Regions from separate parts of the Mus musculus genome. Here all the other regions are linked to region 4. A link is a contact called in public HiCAR-type, HiChIP or PLAC-seq and promoter capture Hi-C data. All regions are on one chromosome and are shown on one strand. Each heading gives the region's core, a stretch centred on a gene start, on an enhancer-like site or on the middle of the called end of the contact. The rest is flanking DNA. Distances are from core to core; before and after follow the strand shown. Region 1 overlaps Kirrel3 (kirre like nephrin family adhesion molecule 3). Region 2 has its middle 92 kb from the start of Kirrel3. Region 3 overlaps Kirrel3 (kirre like nephrin family adhesion molecule 3). Region 4 holds the start of Kirrel3 (kirre like nephrin family adhesion molecule 3).

What was found. Promoter capture Hi-C pulls out the DNA fragments that hold promoters and counts their contacts. HiCAR-type assays count read pairs that join an accessible place to other places. HiChIP or PLAC-seq counts read pairs in DNA pulled down with a chosen protein or histone mark.
Region 1: a promoter capture Hi-C map of hippocampal neurons shows a contact between it and region 4, with 2.4 times the contacts expected there. The contact joins the enhancer-like site here to the promoter of Kirrel3 in region 4. A contact is called at or near these places in 1 of 39 promoter capture datasets (hippocampal neurons), 3 of 484 Hi-C or Micro-C datasets (cerebral cortex, cortical neurons and uterus), 4 of 115 datasets of contacts at active chromatin or transcription factors (astrocytes, embryonic stem cells, neural progenitor cells and 1 more) and 1 of 9 other capture datasets (pancreatic islet).
Region 2: a contact with region 4 is called in an H3K4me3 HiChIP or PLAC-seq map of craniofacial prominence, with 5 times the contacts expected there. The contact joins the enhancer-like site here to the promoter of Kirrel3 in region 4. A contact is called at or near these places in 2 of 39 promoter capture datasets (embryonic stem cells and stem cell-derived epiblast-like cells), 8 of 484 Hi-C or Micro-C datasets (the HL-1 cell line, brown adipocytes, cortical neurons and 5 more), 4 of 115 datasets of contacts at active chromatin or transcription factors (craniofacial prominence, embryonic stem cells and stem cell-derived neural progenitor cells) and 3 of 9 other capture datasets (embryonic stem cells, liver and pancreatic islet).
Region 3: a HiCAR-type map of astrocytes shows a contact between it and region 4, with 4 times the contacts expected there. The contact joins the enhancer-like site here to the promoter of Kirrel3 in region 4. A contact is called at or near these places in 1 of 484 Hi-C or Micro-C datasets (cerebral cortex), 4 of 115 datasets of contacts at active chromatin or transcription factors (astrocytes, embryonic stem cells and pancreatic cancer cells) and 2 of 9 other capture datasets (adipose tissue and liver).

What each region holds. Positions count from the first base shown.
Region 1 is chr9:34,573,417-34,576,116 of GRCm38.p6, reverse strand. The region is part of intron 1 of Kirrel3 (kirre like nephrin family adhesion molecule 3); the gene reads right to left. Among named protein-coding and RNA genes, the nearest start is that of Kirrel3, 86 kb to the right of the region's middle. Within about 2 kb of position 1,341, at least 7 of the 459 cell types and tissues checked have an H3K27ac peak or open chromatin away from gene starts, as enhancers often do. A contact at or near this core is called in hippocampal neurons, where this site is marked.
Region 2 is chr9:34,395,141-34,397,840 of GRCm38.p6, reverse strand. No RefSeq gene overlaps it. Among named protein-coding and RNA genes, the nearest start is that of Kirrel3, 92 kb to the left of the region's middle. Within about 2 kb of position 1,405, at least 11 of the 459 cell types and tissues checked have an H3K27ac peak or open chromatin away from gene starts, as enhancers often do. A contact at or near this core is called in craniofacial prominence, where this site is marked.
Region 3 is chr9:34,557,197-34,559,896 of GRCm38.p6, reverse strand. All of the region lies in intron 1 of Kirrel3 (kirre like nephrin family adhesion molecule 3), which reads right to left. Among named protein-coding and RNA genes, the nearest start is that of Kirrel3, 70 kb to the right of the region's middle. Within about 2 kb of position 1,431, at least 74 of the 459 cell types and tissues checked have an H3K27ac peak or open chromatin away from gene starts, as enhancers often do. A contact at or near this core is called in astrocytes and cerebral cortex, where this site is marked.
Region 4 is chr9:34,487,395-34,490,094 of GRCm38.p6, reverse strand. It overlaps Kirrel3 (kirre like nephrin family adhesion molecule 3), which reads right to left and starts at 1,364. Exons shown (of 17, transcript NM_001190911.1): 1 at 937-1,364. The coding sequence starts at 991.

The sequences.
Region 1 (2,700 bases), core at 92-2,591, 86 kb before region 4:
TCGGGGAAATGGCTGTGCACGGGACCAAAACATTACCATTATGAGACACTTGGTTAAAATATGGATTAATCCCTAGGAGAGTGTTATGCAAGATTCAGATATATGGTCTGTGATATGGATAGGATATATTTTTTTATTGCAATAATAAGTTTCTCAAGTCCTAATGGACCCTGTATTAACTGAAGATGACAGGCAGCAAGGGACGGAAAGCCTGCAATTTGTTAAGGGTGCATAGCAGTTCCAGGGGTTGTAAAAGATAAAATGCTTTGGAGTCATTAAAATCCATCTAAATTGTCAGTCTGAACCCAGAGCAACAAAGCTGACTGAGCCCTGTGTGTATCTGCAGGCTAACTTCCTCTACAGTGTCCTAGCTCTCTGAGACCTGACCGAAGGCTCCACATTGCATCTCTCAAAGGCACAAGGCTTTGCAGAACTCAATTGCAGACCTTCCTGGAGGAGCTGAGCTTGAGTACTCAGGTCGGGGGTATGGTGTAGCTATGTGATACACACACACCCATCAGCTGAAAGAAGCCTCAGCTTACAAGAGATACAGCTACACCAAGGGACACAGGCTGTGGCACAAAAGGGTCCATCCAGGGGACTGAGGAATCATGAGTCTTTTTTTGGTGCTTTTGGGCAAGCAGAAGAATCTCTAAATCATCATCTAAGTAGTTTGTATGTATGGGCAGCACAAGGCCTGGCAAGGATATGGAAAGCTTATGGTCAGACCCAGAAGGCCTTGGGCCATTCTAAAGAAAACTCTGGCCACGTTTTACAAAGAGCTTTCAAAGGTGCTGACGCCGTGTTAAGAGATTTTCATAAACTCACTTATTAACTCTTAGAACAGTTCCACGATGTAGATCATAATATCTCTACTGTATGGATAAGGAAATTGGGGGAGTGTCTCAGTCACTCAAAAACTGAAACCTGGTAGCCAGTGAGATAGCTGGGCTAACTGGAGCTCAAATTCGGTTTGATATGTTTTCCATAACACACCTCTCATCCCAGGAAACTAGGTGTGCAGTGAATTCTCAACACTCAGAGCTCACGACGCCTGAAGTGGGAGCACTGCTGAGATTCCTTGCTAGTCTACAATTGTGAAGGTAGAAAGGCCCAAAGGTAACCCCGGACTAAGCCTTGGGCTTAGTAGTGTTACGTTTGTCAGGAGGAAGGTTAAGCTTCATAAACGCTCTGCCCCAGGCTAACTACTTTTCTGCATTTTATCTTCTCTGGGGAAGCCATCGTCTCTGAACAGATGGAGATGGGGCAGAAGGGTTTGGGAGGTGGGAAGCCACAGAAGACATAAAGCTCCAAGGGATGACAGAAGGAGAGAGGGTGGTGCCGGTGGCAACAGTATGACAATTCTATGTTCCAGGCATGGCCTATCTAAGCAGGAGACACAAGGTGGGAAGGAGGTTTGCAAAGAAAAGGCAGTCGCCATACTGAGATTCTTTGAAAATGGCATTGTTGTCAAACTCAGAAAACAGTTTCCTACCCTGAATAAAACACTGACATTTGTCTAATTTAAAAAAAAAAAACCCTAATAGAGATTTTTGCAGACAGAGCGAACGAAGCCGTCAGTGCATCTGGTGGAAAAGTCTCCATATGGCCCAATCCAATGTGTACTGTGCTGCAGAGACCAAGCAGGGACTTTGTGTTAAAACTGCCCAGCCATTAAATTACCTCCATGGCCTTGTGGCTACTGACAGCCAGAGAAGCTGAGGCTCGGCTCAGATTTCTGTGTTGTCCCTTTTCTAGCTACCTAAGAATAATCTAGATGTGGTTGAATCTCAGAAAGTATTAAGGGTGGGAGGGGAGAATGGGAGAGAGGAGGGGTGTTTGTACCAGGGTGGGTGGTGAGTTCGTTAGACCATGCAGTAGGAACTAACACTAGGCCCTCCTGAGTGCCTATTAGCTCCACATGCATGCCACCAGAGAGGCAAAAACCAATGTTTGGGCCGGTGATGAGAGCTATGGCAAGTCAAAGGGCCTAGATGAAACGGAGCAAGGTCTAACAGGATCAGTCCAAAGGCCAGAGTTTCTTCCAGAAGGACAAATTAGGCTGAGAGCACAAGCAACAGGCAGCATGGACATCTTCCCTGGGAGGGAATGGTTGCTTCCAGTTTCATACCTGGCAAAGTAACCTGGCCCAGAGTAGCTCCTGGTCCCTACAGGGACAAGCTGTACCGTATCCTCTCTGAACCAGTTCTTGCTCCCTGCTCAATCCTACCTTTTACTATCCTAGATTAACATTTGTCACTTCCTTTCTTCCTGTCTCACACTCCCCCTGCAGCCCCAGGTAAATGTCCCAGCACTTTGATGGCCCAGGTTGAACCAACCCTTTCATACCAGGCACCAATCAAGAATGCACCGTAGGTACATGCAAAACCAGCAACACTGTCTGAGACAGAAACAGCTCATCTTTGCTATTATCTTTAATAAGACGCTGGTGAACATGGGAAGGAAGAACTTCCCCTCTCCCCAAAGAACTACCATGTTATGTCGAATCCATTCTGTTTCTGGGACCTTTGTCTCCAACCTGAGGTACTACAAAGCAATCTGGTCTGTCCACCTAATTGCTACTTTCTCCCTCATTCCCACTGGCAAAGCAAGTCAAGTGTAACTGGGGGTGGGAGGGGACTTGTTGCAATAATGGGTACTGTGATGAGCTTCCCTGGGCACTCTCTGGCTATTCATTAT
Region 2 (2,700 bases), core at 156-2,655, 92 kb after region 4:
ATCACCATATTCCAGTTGCACTTTCTTTGTGTCAGAGTCTGTTACCTATAAATTTCTTCAGTGTTAAGAGATAATTTGAGTTCAAAGGTGTTAAACATGGATCTCAGGGATGTGTACAGTTGCTGAAAGGCATTTTGAAGCTAGAAAGGACACATCATGCCAAAGGAACCTGTTTTGGGTGATGGAATAACGATGGCATGTTTGGTTAAAGACCAGGGAACGGGTCTTTGCACTACTCTCAGTACCGAGCTGCTTAGTAAGAGACCAGGACACCTGGAATCCAGTCTCAACCCTGTTCTAGGATACCGGTTGAAAGGCCCGTTTTCCTTAGACATCCCCACATCCAAAGCAGAGACCAGAAGAATGACAATTGCCTGGACTCTTAACTTTGGAGAGAGTAAAGGTTGGGATGAAGTGTGTTGAGATTCTGTGTGTGTGTGTGTGTGTGTGTGTGTGTGTGTGTATGTGTGTGTGTGTGCGTGCACACAGTATGAACTGTGAAACCTCAGGTGTCCTTCCTCAGGCACTGGCCATATTTGTTTTGAGACAGGTTCTCTCACTGGGCTGGAACTTAACAAGCAGAATTGGATCCTACCCCTGACCTATCCAGGGCTTACCTTATAAGTATAAGCCACCATGCGTGGATTTTAAAATCTGGGTTCTAGGGTTCAAATTCAAGCCCCCATGCTTTCAATGCAAGCAGTTTACAAGCTCTACTTCCCTGAGCCCTTTGACTTGAGATTTTGAAGGAAACTACAATCAGGGAGTGATATCACAATGATACGTTTTTTGCTAGGAGGATTACTGGGGTTTTTGTTCTGGAGATATGGCTTTACCTGAGCCAAAGAAACTGAAACATCTTTATCTGGAGGAGTGACTGTTTACCAGACACTGGGTGTTTGAGTTTTGCATAGATGTGGCATCAGAAGCCTGGGGAGGGGATAGAGCCTTGTTGAGATCACTGAGTCAACCGTTGAGTGGCATTTCCTCTGGCTCCTCATATGTCTGGGGGCTGAAAACCACTCCTCCCTTGCTGGGACCCTTTGGTGGCATCTGTTATTTAGCTTAGGGTTAAACTGTGTCCTGTCAACAAGTTTGTTACTGGACACTTTGGACAGATCATTCAAACTCAGTACCAATAGATAGGGATTGCACAGATGAGTGACCCCAGACCTGTGCTCATCTGTGAACCAGCTCTAATGGTCTGCCCTACCTGCACTGGAGGATGGAGACTGACTGCCAGTACATTCTCCAGGTAATGTTTGCCCATTGGCCAGGGAACACTGGCCCAGAGCCCTGGTTTTAGTGTAACAGAAATGGATACCTCTCTGGGGATCTCTTGGGCCCCAGTTAACTTCTGTGGATATGAAAGAATAGTTTCTTTTCCGCCATAGCTCACTGCAGTGCTTGGAAGATCAAATGACACACTAGATGGGAAAGTACTCCTGGAGGCAGGCACATAACACAGGGGAAGTGTGTGGCATTTCAGGCTCGCTGGCAGCTAGCCCAGCCCCACCCAGTTACCCAGGGAGTGGGTTTCATCTGCACCGCCAAATTAATCTATTCCTCTGCTAGTTCTCCTACACCCACTTTGAAACAACATCAATTTTGGTTGCTTTCATCCAGACGGCAAAGAGCATTTGAATTCACATTACTGCCTTTAGTGAGAAAGAATCTCTCTCTTCTTTGCCTCCATTACAAAAAAAAATTTTTTTTTTGATACACATTTGCTGTGGTGCCTGGGACCTGGTGCAGAGGAGATTAGCGTGGTGCTCAGCCACTGGCCATGCCTCCAAGGAGCAAAGCTTTCTGTTTATCTCTGAGAAGCAGACGCTTTGGATTTTATCCCTAGGGGAATTTATCAGGGTGCCCTGAATTCATTCATTCATTCACTCTCATATTCCTCCTGGCCCCAGATGTGTGGCAGAGAGAGAGAGAGAGAGAGAGAGAGAGAGAGAGAGAGAGAGAGAGAGAGAGAGGCAGAGGGAGAGGGAGAGAGAGAGGGGGAGGGAGGGAGGGAGGAAGGGAGGGAGAGGGAGAGAGGGAGGGAGGAAGGGAGGGAGAGAGAGGCAGAGGGAGAGGGAGAGGGAGAGAGAGAGAGGGAGAGGAAGGGGGAGGGAGAGAGATAGGGAGAGAGAGAGTGTTTTGTATGTCAGACATGTCAATGTTGGCTACTGTGTATCTGGAAAGATGTGTGTGTGTGTGTGTGTGTGTGTGTGTGTGTGTGTATGTAGCATTTTTGGTTTGTCTGCACTTTTATTCTCTTCTTCCTGAACATATTCTTGGGTGGGTTTCTTATCCTCACCAGTGGCAGCCTCTGTTGGCCATGGTCCTGGCTTTCATATCTATCTACCATACACGGATTTCTTTCGGCCTCAGTAGGCCCCATTCTGTGGCTTGGCATTTTCGGAGCAACATCAGACAGGTATGGTTTGCAGTACTCGGAGCAGGAGAGCACGTCACTGGCCATGTGTTTAAGGAGTTTGTTTTACTGTCTTTTTCGGCGTGGGTGCACATGAGTGTGCAATCAGAAACATACAGGTCTTCCTGTGCGCGCATTGTAAATGAAGGGCTTGACTTCTATGCTGAATGTATTAGTGCACATGTGGCTTTTCTGAAACTGTGAACCAAAGTAAACCTCCCTTCCCTTTAAGATTCTCCTCTCGAGTATTTTGTCACAATAACTGATAGTCAATTAGC
Region 3 (2,700 bases), core at 182-2,681, 70 kb before region 4:
TCCTGTCCCTGTTTATCGTAAAAGGAATACATTTTAATAGATGAAAAAAAAAAAGAGTCTGCTTTAACCAATGCTCTTTGGGAATACAAGAAAATGTGGATATGACCTTTACTGAAGCCATCTAACCACAGAGTATAAAACAAACCAGAGACTCAAACCCTTCCCCACTTCCCTTGACATCTCCTGAGCTTCCAGCAACATCCATGTATGAGGCCAGCACTTTATCCACTTTTGTTCTCAAAATCTCAGAGGAGCTGTTCTTGGGATGTGTGACCTTGGAGAAAGCATCCTCTAAAAAAAAGACTGTCCAGGCTGGACTTCTAGCACTTTGATCCTCAACTCACACGGCAGGGGATGCTACATGGGGATCTGTAGTTTAAAATAGGTTTTGAGGAAGTCTGGAGGGCTTTTCCATTGATACACGGAGAATTGAGGCCAGGAAAGCAATAAGATAACTATTTGTTGAGTGGCCCCATGCTTCCTCTATGCTGGAGACAGGCTCAGGGATGGATCTCCCCAAGGGTTTCGGGGACTGAGGCGTGCAATGAGGCATGAGCCATCGATGTGTGCTGTGGTCAAGGTGTTTTTCAACAGAGCCCACAGAAGGGAGTGTCCCACTCTGCATAAAAATGTCAGTGACTCTGAGGATGGACAGAGGGTTGCTCAGCAGAGAAGTGGGCTGGATCCCAGTAGAGGGGCGACGAGTGACAACGGTTTGGACTTGCAGACCGCAGAAGCATTTCTTTCGCTGGACCACAAGCTTGTGAAGGGTGACCAGAAAAGAGGACAGAAAAGTTCCCGGAGGGATCTGATTTCCTAGGGCTTGAAATACTTCACAATTTGTCTTGTAGGCAACTGGGGGTGGGGTGTGGGGTGTGGGCAGTCCGTAGGCTGGGGAATGTCCTGATGTCGGCTGGGCTTTGGGAAGACTGCTCAGAAATCAGACACAGTGCCCTGAGTTCCTGCCTCCATGACAGCTCAGGAACTGTGGCCCAAAGGACAGAAAGCAAGAAAGTCCAGTGAAGGCAGTACTGGGAGGGGACAGAGGCCTGGGCTTCCTTTGCAGGATTCTTCATGCTCCAGGGAAGCTTTGAACAAAAGCCAAGGAAGCCAGAGTGGTACATGACCCAGTTCTGCAGCCAGAGAAACAGCATTTACGGAAGCTGTTGACACTCCAAGTCAGCCAAGCCCAAAGACCAAAATGCCTGGAGTCTCTGTGAGTCCCTACTCCCTGGAGAATCTGTCCACAGCATCCAGTCTCCCCTCAGTAGGCTACACGTTCGCCTAAGAGGGATTCCACATTGAACATAACTCAGCCCCAGGCAGTGGTCCTCCCTGCTTTCTTTTCATCCTGGAGTTTCAGAGTGGCTTAAGTAACAGCACGCGACACATACAAAGAAGCAAGATGAGGGCTTGTAATTGCATCAGAGGGCTGTGAGGGAGCCACCCCACCCCCACCCCAGCAACCCCTAAAAGAACTTGAGGGAAGAGGAGGGAGGGGTGTGCAATTTGTTCATTTCTTTCATTTTATGGAACGCTTCACTTTGCTTTCAGCATAATTATTGTTGTACTTTTTCCTGTTCCCCATTTGCCGCGTTAAAAAAAAGTCCTGTACTCCCCCTGCACACTTTTTCTTAATGCATTAAAATTAATAACTCGTAACAGTGACCTAATTTGCTTTGAGTACTGTAACTCAGGGGGTTTTGTTTTTGTTTTAGTTGTGTGGGTTTTTTTTTTTTTTTTTTAAACCTCCCTCCTAGATCTGCCAAACCCTTGACAGGTTACTGTGGCAACAGGCACAACTTGGTGAGTTCATGAATGAGCCTCTTTGTGCTCGCAAAGCCCTCTCCTCCGCCATTATTTGAGATGCGCATGTTTCTCCCTTGCCAAGGGAGCCCTGTGCTTGGTGTGTTGGAATGGGGCTGCTCTGAGCATGGTCCCTAAGACAACATCCAATGGCCACTACCCCTTGCCTGGCACCTGCCGCAAGCCTCCTCACCTTTTCTAATTCCACTCAGGTTCTGTGGCAAGAGCCCTTCCCTGCCTGCAAAGGTTCTCCATCTTAACATTTGCCTCTGTGGCTAATCTGCTTTTCTGGACTCCAGGTCTCCACCCTTCCCTACCAGGGCCTCAGATCTTACTTAACTAGGAAGTTGGCTGTGGATTAAAGCTGGTCACAGGCTTCTCTCTATCCCTTAGCCATCACGTCCATCTCACCTGTTGTCTTTCTCTGCAAGGCACTTCTTATCTTCTCCCTGTGCTCTTCCCTGCCCCATCTAGAACACTGCATACTATGGCAACCAGAAGTCACACCCCACCCCTGCATCAAGGCCCCTTCTTCCTCTTAGAACTACCTCAGAACCTTGCCCCAGACTATCAGGCTACTTAAGATCTGCAGACATGTAGTTTTGGCTTTACTGTAACCAACACCCTCTGCCTTTTCTCCTTGCTACCCTGACATTGCCACACTATGCCATGGATGTTTTTCTCCAAGCTTGGAATGATTTATTCCCTCTGCCCATCTCTGCTTCTGTATGTGGAAGTGTTCCAACAACCCTCAGAGCTTGGCCCATCATATAGCCTACATTGTCTCAGTTGTGTGAATACCTGCCTCCCAGGTTGTCAGCAAGCTCATGGAAGGAGAGGGATGCTTCTGGGTACTGCTATATCTCTGACACCTGGCATACAGCCTGCTTACAA
Region 4 (2,700 bases), core at 115-2,614:
CTCCAAGAGCTGTGCTGGCAGGCACACATGCTGCCTCAGATGGCAGAGGTGGCACTGCCATTCCAAAAGAGTGGGACGGAATGGGTTGACTTGGCTCTTTCAGTCTTAATTCCACAGGTGACTGTTGATGCCTTTAGCTAAGTAGGCGCGTGCTTAGTCCTCCCTCCACCATGACCCACCCCATGACTCTCAGTGGCAAGGATCCCAGAGGTAGCAAAGTTCTTTCTGGAGAGTCCACCTGCTAGGATTGCAGAAAGGAAGCAATCGGCACCAGGGGCGAAATTCCATTTCATACACCTAATCCAGTGCTTGGTAGGATTCAGAATTCAGCCTTGCTCAGGGAAATGGGTGACATTCAATGTAACTCTTTACAAGCGTTCTTTTCCCCAGCCACTGTAAATACCCGCCTCAGAACCTTCCCTAATCGCATCCCTTTCTGCAACTGTGCAGACCTCGCACATTTGCTTTAAACACACCCGGGCAAGTTAGACCTTACTGAAACTGAAATCTCCACCTACGCCAGGCTCCCCTTTTCCAACCTGGCTAGAAAGGCGAGCAGGCACCCAGAAGTTCCGAATGGCCTAGCCACACGGATGTTACCTAATTAATATACCGGGTGCATAAAGAACTTACATGCATCGGAGAGTTGGAGTTGGACGTGGACAAGAAAGACGAGAAAGTGCAGCCTCCCCTGTTCTCCCAGCCCCTTCCTTCCGAAGGGAAACCCACAGTTCCATTTTGTAGCATTTGCAAATGCAAAGAAGCAATGCTACTTAACTGCCAATGGGCCGGCACCAAGACCCTCAGCTAGTACGAGTTCCCGAGCCTGTCCACCTCCCAGCTCTCAGCCCTCAGCCCTCAGCCACCCGCGCCCTCCGCTGCCGCCGCCGCCGCCGCCGCCGACTTTGCTCCAACTCCGGCGCGCCGGGTTCCTACCTTGACTGAAGAGGAAGAAGCAGAGGAAGAGCAAATCCAGCTGGAAAGGTCTCATTCCTCAGCGCGCGGGCAGCCGGCGGGCAACTTGGGTGTGCAGTTAGTTTCTCTTCAAGCGCGGCGGCTGGGCTCGCGGTGCTCAGCCTCCGCCGCCGGTCCTCCAGGGTTCGCGCCGACCATCTATCTGTCAGTCGGTCTGTCCCTCCTCTGGTCCGCTTAGGTCTCGTTGTGTCTCCGGGTATCTGCAGGCAGCCGAAACCAAATGCTTGTTTTCAGTCGCCTCGGGAAGCCGGGATCCTTAGCAATGTGCCCACTCGGAGCAGATCCATTCTCTGGTTCTTGGCATCCCAGGCACACGGCTTCCTCTGGCGGGCTCCTCCCACAGCGAGCGAACGAGCTAGCGAGCGGGCGAGCGAGCAAGCGAGTGACGAGTGACAGAAGGGCTCCTTTCACAGAAGCTGGGGCGGGGGGAAGAGGGAGGGGAAACAGGTCATAATTAAAGAGGAAACACTTGGAAAGGGGAACGCTTTGCAAAACGGGAGGGTTGCAGAAAGGCTGTGCTTTTCTTCTTTTCCCTAAACAGGGGGATACTCTGCTTTTGTTACCATTATTGACCAGAACGTATAGTGAGCACCGAGCGGAGCTGTGACTTTCTGTTCACACGATGTAATGTTGTTAAACGGGAGTGAAGTTACCGATGATTAGACTCGTGCACATGCATCAAAATGTGCCTGCCTTGCTGTTGCACTAGGGACTGGCAACTGGGCTAAAAGGTAGTCAGGGGTGCATCTTTCCCCAGCAGGGACTTAGCCAGTGTGTGTAGCCAAGGCTAGGGAGTTGAGATAAGCACAAGCAGGGCAGGCTTTGCATTTGGGGGACTTTCTTGGTGTGTGTGTGTGTGTGTGTGTGTGTGTGTGTGTGTGTGTGTTGTGTGCGTGTGTGATGTGGTGACTGGGGTGATGGTGGTGGTTTGTGTGTATGTGTGTGTGTGGGGGGGGGTAGAGGAGTGGAGGAGGGGGTTGGAATTGATAAGCCCTGGGTGTTTGGATCTTAGTTTGCTTGCACTGCTCCTAGAAAACAAAATGCAGGAGTTAAGAGCGAACGCAGGCAGGTTTGTGACACATACCTATTTATTACTATTATCCCAGTCTGTGTCTCCCCTAACAAGGACAGGCAGCAGTCTGTCTTTGCATTTGAGCCTCTCTCCTCTAATGAGCACTCCATCACTATAAGGATGCCTCTTCTCCAAAAGGTGCTGTGAGTTTGATTGCCAAGGAGAGGCCAAGGTCATAGGCAACAATTTCTTAAAAACCTGCAAGTCTTTTACCTGTCATGAAATCCACACTCAAATCAAACTCCATGTCCTCCATGATAGCAACATGAATTTTTCTAGGTCTATTTACTTGATACACATTTAGGCATGCCATGGGGGAAAGTAAAATTGACCATGCCTCCAGGAGCTTGTGATCCAAAGTGGAAGTTGAGTGCATACAAGACACAAACTCTAAGTATCTTACAAAGCAACACATAAAAATATGCAGTGTTATAGAGAGTGGGTGAAGAGGGACTAAAGGGAGAGATGGGGAAAATGAAAGATGCTTTCTCAATGTGCGTCATTCAACATTCAATTACAAAATCAATCATTACTTTCTGCAGTCTTTGGACCTTAGGGAGTCCTTTTAGGGATCTCTTACCCTTCCATCAGTATTACAGATATGGGGCTTTGCTGACTGCAAGGCACATTCCAACTCTGAGTTTCCACATGGA